3 separate regions of the Mus musculus genome follow, and all the other regions are linked to region 2. Evidence: chromatin contacts called from public promoter capture Hi-C data. All regions are on one chromosome and are shown on one strand. The core of a region is the stretch at or near the end of the contact, and the rest is flanking DNA. Distances in the headings are between cores, read along the strand shown. Region 1 holds the start of Odf2l (outer dense fiber of sperm tails 2-like). Region 2 holds the start of Zranb2 (zinc finger, RAN-binding domain containing 2). Region 3 holds the start of 2410004B18Rik (RIKEN cDNA 2410004B18 gene).

Region 1 (3,078 bases), core at 420-2,919, about 12 Mb before region 2:
CAGCTCCCTGCTGTGGAATGAGTGTGTCCCTTCCTCCCACTAACCCTCAGTGTGTAGGCACTTGGAGTGGAGGCCTTGGCAGGCTGATTGGGTTACAGGAGTAGAGTCCTCATGATGAGATCTGTGTCCTTACAGGAGGTAGGTGAGATCTTGCTTCTTGCTCAAGTGAGAATACAGCAAGGAGGCTTCCAACCATCTGTAAGCATTAGGAACAGACAACTCACTAGCAGCCAGATTGGTTGATTCTTGAGTTGGGTCTTCTGAGATTCTAGAAATGTGATAAATATGTTTCTGTTCTTTAAACAACTCAGCCTACGCTACTTTCTTATACAAGGCTGAATTAAGACGTCTATTACCAGTCTATCCATGGCTGCTCATGTACCCAGCATGTCCATATTGAATGTCCCAGGCAACAGAGAGAAGAGCTTCAAGCTACTTATGCAGAAGGTGCATATTGAAGTGGCTTGTTGTTTTTGACTGTGGAATATCATTCCATTGTATTGAATATGTAATCAATTTTCCTGCTGGTAAACATTCAATCTACTTGCCATTTTTAGCTATTATAAACAAACTTGCTATTTATGACTTTCTTATAGAATATTTCATAAACATGTATTTTCATTTTCCTCACCTAGGCGAACAGCTCCCTATGGAAACTCCCTAAGAAGCACAGCATCTGGCTCTGAAGAGCTTGTACTAGCCATACTGAAGGGCCGACAGTTCAGCTCCTAGCTGACATTTCCCATAGCTACCATTTTACTCTATCTACTAGAAGTATGCGCTGCTTCGATATGCTGTTCATTTTTATATCTCTTCCTGTGGTGGAACCTGAGGGAGTGGAGCGGAGGAACGAGGCAGACTAACGCCGCATGCAATAGCCAACTTTATTCAGAGCATCAGACAGTGTATACCCTGAGTGCTAAGAAAGGTCACTTGAGTATATAAGAAGGACAAGGTGCACGCGGCAAAAACATGTTTGTTTGTTTGTTTCCCATAGAGGCAAATAAATGGATAATAGCCAGTTGTACAAAAACTCGGACGTAAACTCACTCCTATCTACTACACCTGGGAGGTGCATGAAAACATTCCAAGAACAATGACAAAACTCCCAAAATCTCATAAGGAAAACAAAACAAAACAAAATAAACAAACAAAAAACCACTACTAGGTCCTACCAAGATCTCATTTGGCCGGTTCAGCAGTTTAGAAAGCACAGCAGCTTTATCTAAGGACTTAGGAGGACTTGAACGACATTTTGGAGAACCTGCTGACTATGTTTTTAAAGAAGAAAAACTCCTGTGGGGGATAATGCCATACACTGGAAAGGTTTTTCTGTCTTGGGTTTTTTCAAATCCTAGCTACAAAAAAGGGCAAAAGCAGGGAAGTCATTTTTCGATCCAGTGTCAAGAGACTCGGAACGGACCTTCCTTCCCTGCTAGGATGAGAGCGGTTGAGATTTTCGGTCAGCGACGCACAAAAGCTACGCCTTTTCTCAAAGCTAAAGCTTTTGAAAAATCTCACTAGAGAAACCAGAGCAGAGACAACCCCCCGCCGGCCACGCCCCCTCACTCCCTCCAATCACAGCAGGAACGGCGCTCGCGCTCTAGAGCTCCCGACCAATTAGCTGCGTCGGAGCGGGCCGATGAGGGCGGGGCGTCCGTTTCCACAGAAACCGCAGGCCGGTTACTAGCAACGTTGAGCTCCAAGGTGGACGCGCTCAGGCCGCCGCTGCCTGTTCTGGTGACTCGTCAGCTTCTCTCCCCGCGCTCCCTGCCCTTCCCTCTGGCCTCCTACTCTCTCTGCACTCTCCGCCTGCTGCAGTGACCCAGGGCCGGGCAGGCCTCAGAGAGGCCTCCGGCCATTGTAGGTAGTGGCGGCGGCGGGGGATGACGTCAGGGCGACGGGCGGACGGGCGGGCGGGCGCGAGTCTGGGGTGGGCTCTGAGGGCGGGCCGCGCGTGACCCTAGGCACCCGGAAGTGAAACCCGTGGTGCCCACCCCTCCTGAACAGTATGTGTTTGGTGCTCAGGTCCTCACTGTCACCCAGAGGAAAGCGGACATTGTGCCCCTGCTTCCCGCGGTGTGGTCTCGGGGCGCCGGGGAGAAGTTAGCGGGGGATAGGGTCCCTGCAGAGCGAGGGTCCGGGTTTGGGGGTGTTTCCGACATAGTGTTTTCCTAATCTTGAGCTCACCCGATGCCAGTCCAGTTCTTGACGTACCCCGAGTCATGTCCCCTGTCTCTGGCACTGAATATGTCAGTTGAGTAACCTTAACCTAACGGTGGCTGCTATTGGTGACCCTAAAGACCAAGTTTCTCTGTCACGCCATGGCTTACAAGGGTGTCAAATGTTTGAGGGTACGAGTGCCTCTGGTTTAGGTAAAGGATCAAACTGTAGAAATCGTGCCTGTTTGTAAGCTTTACTTCATACCTTTGATTAATGGTGAGACCGGCCATATTTGTAATTTTTAATAGCAAAGTATTATTATTGCTGTTTTCTGCTAATTCTACAACTGGTGTATATTAATAGTTTTAGTCTTTGCTTTTCGAGCGTCTCAAGATCTGAGCAGATAGCCTCATTTATTCGTCACTTTTGTTAACTCCATACAGACAAATGGGAGTCAGGATGAGTATAGAAACGATCCGTTGCAGGCCACTGATGCCCCCAACCCCCACCCTCTGGTTTAGTAGTTCTCCATTTATGACTGCTTCAGCAATGACTTTCTACAAAGAACAGATAGGTCTTCAAGGTTGTTCTGTAAAATCAGTTCTGATCAACTCAGGCTTGTAAGTAAATTTAAGGTAGGTTGGTTAATTCAGGATAATTACTTTAAAAAGGAGAAAGTGGAAAAAACGTGAAGATTGCTGAGCTGCCCCGCAGAGTGGGCCAGATGGCATCTAAGTTTAAAGGTGGGATAAAGTAAGATGAGTCCAGGGATTCTACTTCTTGCTCAGTGTGTCACCGTGACTCTAAACCACCCCTGTTGCTGTCCTTGATGGTCATCCGTGGTCCTAACATCTGCAGTATCCTGGGATCTTTAACCAGTGGCCTCTTCTGTCCTTTCATTGTACCAGTCCTCAG
Region 2 (3,110 bases), core at 341-2,840:
GAGTTTGACTCCCAGCACCCACATGCTGATTTCACAACCATCTGTAACTCTAGTTCCAGGGGATCCACACCTTCTCCTGGCCTCTGAGGGCACCCAGCATACATATGGTGCACAGACATACATGTAGACAAAACACCCACACACATAAAAGCACAGCTAATACTCAGCGGTGCCAACTGATATAGAACCATTACTCACACGCAAGACTGAGCCTGTGATGCCAACCCCAGGATTGCTTGCTAAAAGAAAATAAAAATTCCACATTACCCAAGATAAAAATCCAGGAAAAAATCAGTGATTATACAATATGAAATAACTGGGAAGGTGTGGACAATTATCAGAATAAAATACATCCAAGAGCTTTCAAGTGAGATGATCAAGATGAATATAAGTATCAAAAGTGTTAGACATTAAAACCAAAGCAGTTTAATGATTTTTTTTTCTCCTGGATAAGAGCTATATGCGAGAAATATAAATGCCAGAACCCGTGTGCACAAATGTTCACGAGAGTTGATCAACAATGCCAAAACATAGATTTGGGTGTTAACTGTAAGAATATTTGCAAGAATATTTGCATGGGGGAGGGGGGAGCTAGAGAGATGGCTCAGTGGTTAAGAGCAGTGATTGCTCTTCCAGAGGTCCTGAGTTCAGTTCTCAGCAACCACATGGTGGCTTACAACCATCTGTAATGGGATCGGATGCTCTCTTCTGGTGTGTCTGAAGACAGCTACAGTGTACTCCTATAAATAAAATAAATAATCTTTTAAAAAGAATACTTGAATGCACGTTGTGACAAAGTGCAGGGTTTGGGGCTTAACTGTCACAAGAAAGAATTGTGAATATGCATGACTGAAATAAAAGTGAGCTACATGCAACTAACTGCAAACTCAGAAACTACGCGGAACTAAAAGCAACCCTCTGTCACAGTAAATTGTACCATTTCTCACTTTAAAAAATAAGCATACAGTATATGAACTAAATCTTTTATAAAGAACGAGAATAAACCCAAAGGGCCAGTGTTAAATCTGGGGAAAGGTAGTGAGTTGGGGTCAGAATTGTATCAATACTATTTCCTATTTCTAAAACCTTGGGGTGGCTCCTCTGTGTACAGGGCTTATCTCTCACACATATTAAATATTTTTAAAGCTAAGTTTTTAAGCAACAGCCCAAGAAGGAGAGATATCTCCCTTCATTAATATGACTTTTCCATCCAAATACTAAGCAGCCTAACTACACAAGCCAGGTGGAGCTAAAAGTGAGACCCTATGTTCTCACAGGAAAAAAAGTTTATCTTTTTGACGTGGCCTACAGAAGCCTGACAGAGGTTCCAAGTGGTATGTATGAAACAGTAATGTCCGGGGCAACCTGGTTTAATCCTCAGTCTCTGTCCAAAAATAAAAATAAAGTATCTTCTCCAAAGACTCGAGCCTCCCACCTTATTGCTCGCCCCAGTAAACCCTAGGCAACGCGCAAGCCCGTGGGCTATCGAGCCGCGCCGAGTCACTTCCGCCTCTGCGCCCTAGCCCCGCCCCGGAAACGGAAGCGCCTTTCTCTAGGGTCCTTCGGCCTGCGGAGAACTCGGCTGCGATGGCCGCCGGGCCGGGCTGTCCTCACAACGCCTGCTCAGGAGCTCGGTAAGGCCGAAGCGAAGCAGAGCCTCAGGACGGGCTGCTGGCTCCTGGGCGTCGTCTCCGCACCGCTGCTCCAGGCTCGCGGTCCGGCGGTGTGAGTTCTCCCCCACCCCAGGGAAGGGCGGGTCCGGCGGCGCGAGGACAGCCCGGCGCGAGGCCCCCGCGGCTCCGGTGGGGACGTCGCTGCGGGCGGCACTGCTGCTGGCGTCCAAGATGTCGACCAAGAATTTCCGAGTCAGTGACGGGGACTGGATCTGCCCTGACAAGAAGTGAGCGTGGCGGGATACCGTGGGACCTGGGGTGGCCGGGAGGTCCCTGTGAGGGCGGCGACGGGGTCGCGGCCTTTGTGGGGACGGCGGGGCGGTCGCTGCCGGCCTTGAGCGGTCGCGGGCGGCCCGCACGTGACCCCGCGCGGAGCTGAGCTCACGGTTCAGTGGCCCTGCTCCGAGCTCTGCCGGGGCCGCTCGCTGTCCCTCCCTCCCTCCGTCCCTCGCTCCCTCCCTGCGGCCGCCGTGCTTTCGGGCCTGCGATCCGTCCCCAGTGACTTGGCTTTTCTCATCCTCCTGCCGAGAGGCAGGAGGCCTGGGCACGTACGTGGCCGGGAAGCCGGTGTGCTCCGCTTATGGCCACAGAGATCGTTCTGAATAGGTGTCCCTATTTTTAAAGAAAAGTGATGTACCAGCTCGTGTTCTTGGAAAGCCAGAGTCAGAGCTGAAGGAAACCCGGGTTTACTCTTCTGTCTACTGCAGAGCGTCTAGCCTGAAGTACCTTTGCTAGAAAATACATTGCTCGACTACAGTTAACACCGAAATAACATGGGCAGTGTGTGGAGAGCAAGGAAATGATGTCACTCAGATCCACTTGGTTGGTATCAGACTGATATCAGGCTAAGCATACCAAGTCAGCAGACTAGAACCGAGATCCTCTTGGACTGTCACTGCAGGAACTGTGTGACACTTTGGAACCCTTCAGAGATTAAGACACCAGCCTCTCTGCCTTCTGTGTGACTCGTAGAAAACTGTGCTCTTGTGTTCTTACTGAAAGCACCCATGTATATTTTGGGAGGACCCTTCATTCAAAGTCCTGTACACCTAAACTCGGCAGAAACTAAATGTTATTTGTACTGAATATGTAAATCAAGGAGACAGTTTTCAGAATATATTTTCAGTTTTACTTGGAACGTGTGTATTTTTTTTTAACAGAAAAAGGGACCTTAAAGTTGTCTGGAGCCATTCAGTTTAGTGTTACACTTCCTTTCACTATTTTATCTCATTCATTGTTTTTTAATAGGGTGGTGGATTCTTTGTCGTTACTTATTTAAGCTTTAAATTGGAGTATCTAACTGCTTTAACAAATACTAAAGTAGTGCAAGTGTGTGAAAACTTAACTAGTTAATGTCATAAGGTTACACTTTTTTCTGTTGGTTGTGGTTTTGTTTTCTGTTCTTTAGTTTTAGATTTGATAAATACTATAATACTC
Region 3 (2,700 bases), core at 16-2,515, about 12 Mb before region 2:
TCCTGGGGTTTCACTTGTCCATGTACCTTCCCTATGGTTTTTCCCCAAACTCATTATATAAACAAGCACGGCCACGGGTGTCGGAGCCTTGTACATTCACCCCATTTCCACCACGCGCTGAGATTACAAATACACACCACCATGCCCAGTTTATATGGGTGCTGGTACTGGAACCCAGTACCAGGCAGCGAGCTCTGCCTCCTGAGCTGCACTGATTTGGTTCATGTTTCCGGAGGGTAACCGGAAGCTCTGAATGAGGACTCCTCTGGACCGCTCCTCGCCCATCTTCCCTTGGTTGGACTTATGCTATATTTGCTGCAGTAAACTGTAGCTATATACACGTGGTTACTCAGCTTTCAGCGGGTTCTACAATTTTGTCACATTACCAGGCTGGAGGGTGCGTGAGGGGACCCTGAATTTGCTAATGATGTCAGATCTGAGGATGATTTGGGTAACCCAGGACTTTGTACTTTGGGAACAATTGTATCTCTGTCAAGTCTAGGTACTTGGACGGAAGGAAGTTTTTCTAGAAACACTCAGACCTATTATCTCAGAAATTACAACCCAGCAATATTCCTTGATGTACTCCAGGGACGGTCACCAAAATAAATACTAGGAATATAAACCTGAACAAGGCAGTCTAGCCCGTTCCATTACCAGACTTCGTATTTTTCTGTAGAATTTAGCAGATAAGAATCAGACCAAATGGCAAGTTATTAATGACTATGTCACCTCTGACCAGGCATTTTTAACTGGGATCTAAATATTTACAATGGTACCAACTTGGGGTGGGGGGCTGTAAAATTTCACCATTGACCTCTAGTTTGTGGCAATACTCCGGTCTCATCTTCTCAAGTGCTGGGGTTAGAAGTGTGCGCCCCCACCCCCTGCTTGCTTGTTCTTACTGTTTGGTAGACAACGTCTCCTGCACTGTATTAGCTGTTAAGAAAGGACTTACATGCACCTCGCTGGCCCTCAAATTTGCCTAGGATTATAGGTATGCATGTTTGGTTTTTCTCTGCTTTAAATTACAAGCCCAGAGTGTGACTGTGGCCACTGATTTCCCTCCGGGTATCCTAAGGCTCCCGCTGCTTTTTCCCAGAGATCCTTAAGAAAAAACAAATAAATAACTTGCTTGAGGGCTGTGGAATCCCCGCCTCCAGCATCCTTCCAATCTCCGCCCATGAGTAGGAGCGCGGCTCCGCCGCTAGGGGGCGCAAATGGATAACTCGCCAGCCTGGGGGGCGGGATCAGCCGTGGCTTCCGGCTTCCGGCTTCCGGCCGAGAGAGGGTGGGAACCCGCGGCCGTCATGGCAGCCGAAGAGAAGGACCCGTTGAGCTACTTCGCGGCTTACGGGAGCAGCAGCTCCGACTCGTCGGATGAGAACAGCGAGCCGGAAGACGCGGGTCGCAAGGAGGCGGCCTCGGCTCCGACGACGGGCGGCCGCGGGAAGCAGGCGGAGAAGCGGCTGCCCGGCCCGGACGAGCTGTTCCGCAGCGTGACCCGCCCGGCCTTCCTCTACAACCCGCTCAACAAGCAGATCGACTGGGAGCGGCATGTGGTGAAAGCGCCGGAGGAGGTGAGATCCCCGGCCCCGCGGCCGCCCCGGGGCCCGACGCCCGCTTGCCCCTCCGCCCGCTCGCCCACCCCCGGCTCGCACTCAGCCCGCGCCGCGCCGCGCGTCCCCACGGCCCCGGGAGCCCGGGGGGTGTCAGCCCGGGCCCGCCCCTCCGCGCTCGGGGGTCCCAGCCGGGCGACGACTAACGGTGGTGACTCCCCGCCCCCCGCTGCAGCTTCTCCCCGAGACCCCTTCCCTTTGACGCCGAAGTGCCTGCGCTGCTGCCTCCAAGACAGCGTCTCTGCTGCAGCCTCCTGAAGGGGTCAGCCTGGCCGTAGTATCTGGGACTGCATCCTCCTTTGGTAACTAAAAGTTATTAGCTTTATTTATCCAGGGAACCCTTTGACTTTTTCACCTAACAGTGTTGTGATGTTGATGGAAAAAAAAAAGTGTCTTTTAAGCCTAAAGGATTTTAAAAAAGAAAGAAAGAGGAAAGTCAGCCAGAATGATGAGCAGGGAGGTGCATGCGCTCGTATCCATCGCGGGAACCTCGGTTCGTCACAGGGTTTCTTAATGTGCTTACTCGACAGCCTCCAAAGGAGTTCAAGATCTGGAAGTCCAACTGCGTGCCGCCCCCAGAGACCTACACTACTGAGAAGAAGCCGCCGCCGCCAGAGCTGGACATGGCGATCAAATGGTCGAATATCTATGAAGACAATGGAGACGATGCCCCACAGAACGCCAAGAAAGCCAGGCTTCTGCCTGAAGGGGAGGAGACAGTGGAATCAGGTAAGAGAGAGGAGTGTTGTTGTTTAAGATTTCAGCACTCAGAAAGAAGAAAATCCTTCCGGACAAGGTTTACAGCCTAGTGAGTTGGAAGGCTTGCCCAGAAATTGTCTTTGGATGCTAACGGTCTTTCGATCGTTCGGGTTTTTTGTTTTGTTTTGGGGGGAGACAAGGTCTATGTAACCTGAATGTTCTCGGAACTCATTATGTAGACCAGTCTCTTGAGTGAGGCCAGCCCAGCCTGTCTGTGCCTCAGTATCTCAGTGCTAGGACTGAAGGTGTGTGCCAGCAACCCACGTTTCCGCTCCGTTTGTAAGGATTCTGCCTGAAAGTAGTCTCAGAGGTCTCTGGGTAT

What was found. Promoter capture Hi-C pulls out the DNA fragments that hold promoters and counts their contacts.
Region 1: a promoter capture Hi-C map of pre-B cells shows a contact between it and region 2. The contact joins the promoter of Odf2l here to the promoter of Zranb2 in region 2. A contact is called at or near these places in 3 of 39 promoter capture datasets (the C10 cell line, cranial neural crest and pre-B cells) and 1 of 484 Hi-C or Micro-C datasets (pre-B cells).
Region 3: a contact with region 2 is called in a promoter capture Hi-C map of pre-B cells. The contact joins the promoter of 2410004B18Rik here to the promoter of Zranb2 in region 2. A contact is called at or near these places in 1 of 39 promoter capture datasets (pre-B cells) and 1 of 484 Hi-C or Micro-C datasets (CD4 T cells).

Annotation. Positions count from the first base shown.
Region 1 is chr3:145,116,920-145,119,997 of GRCm38.p6, forward strand. Odf2l (outer dense fiber of sperm tails 2-like) reads left to right here and starts at 1,670. Exons shown (of 17, transcript NM_001162538.1): 1 at 1,670-1,863. Gm40163 (a long non-coding RNA gene) reads right to left here and starts at 1,494. Exons shown (of 2, transcript XR_867692.2): 1 at 1,424-1,494; 2 at 1-196.
Region 2 is chr3:157,532,575-157,535,684 of GRCm38.p6, forward strand. Zranb2 (zinc finger, RAN-binding domain containing 2) reads left to right here and starts at 1,591. Exons shown (of 10, transcript NM_017381.3): 1 at 1,591-1,900. The coding sequence starts at 1,845. It overlaps 4930592C13Rik (RIKEN cDNA 4930592C13 gene), which reads right to left and starts at 1,516. Exons shown (of 2, transcript NR_152231.1): 1 at 1,436-1,516.
Region 3 is chr3:145,936,749-145,939,448 of GRCm38.p6, forward strand. It overlaps 2410004B18Rik (RIKEN cDNA 2410004B18 gene), which reads left to right and starts at 1,266. Exons shown (of 3, transcript NM_025555.5): 1 at 1,266-1,580; 2 at 2,150-2,348. The coding sequence starts at 1,311.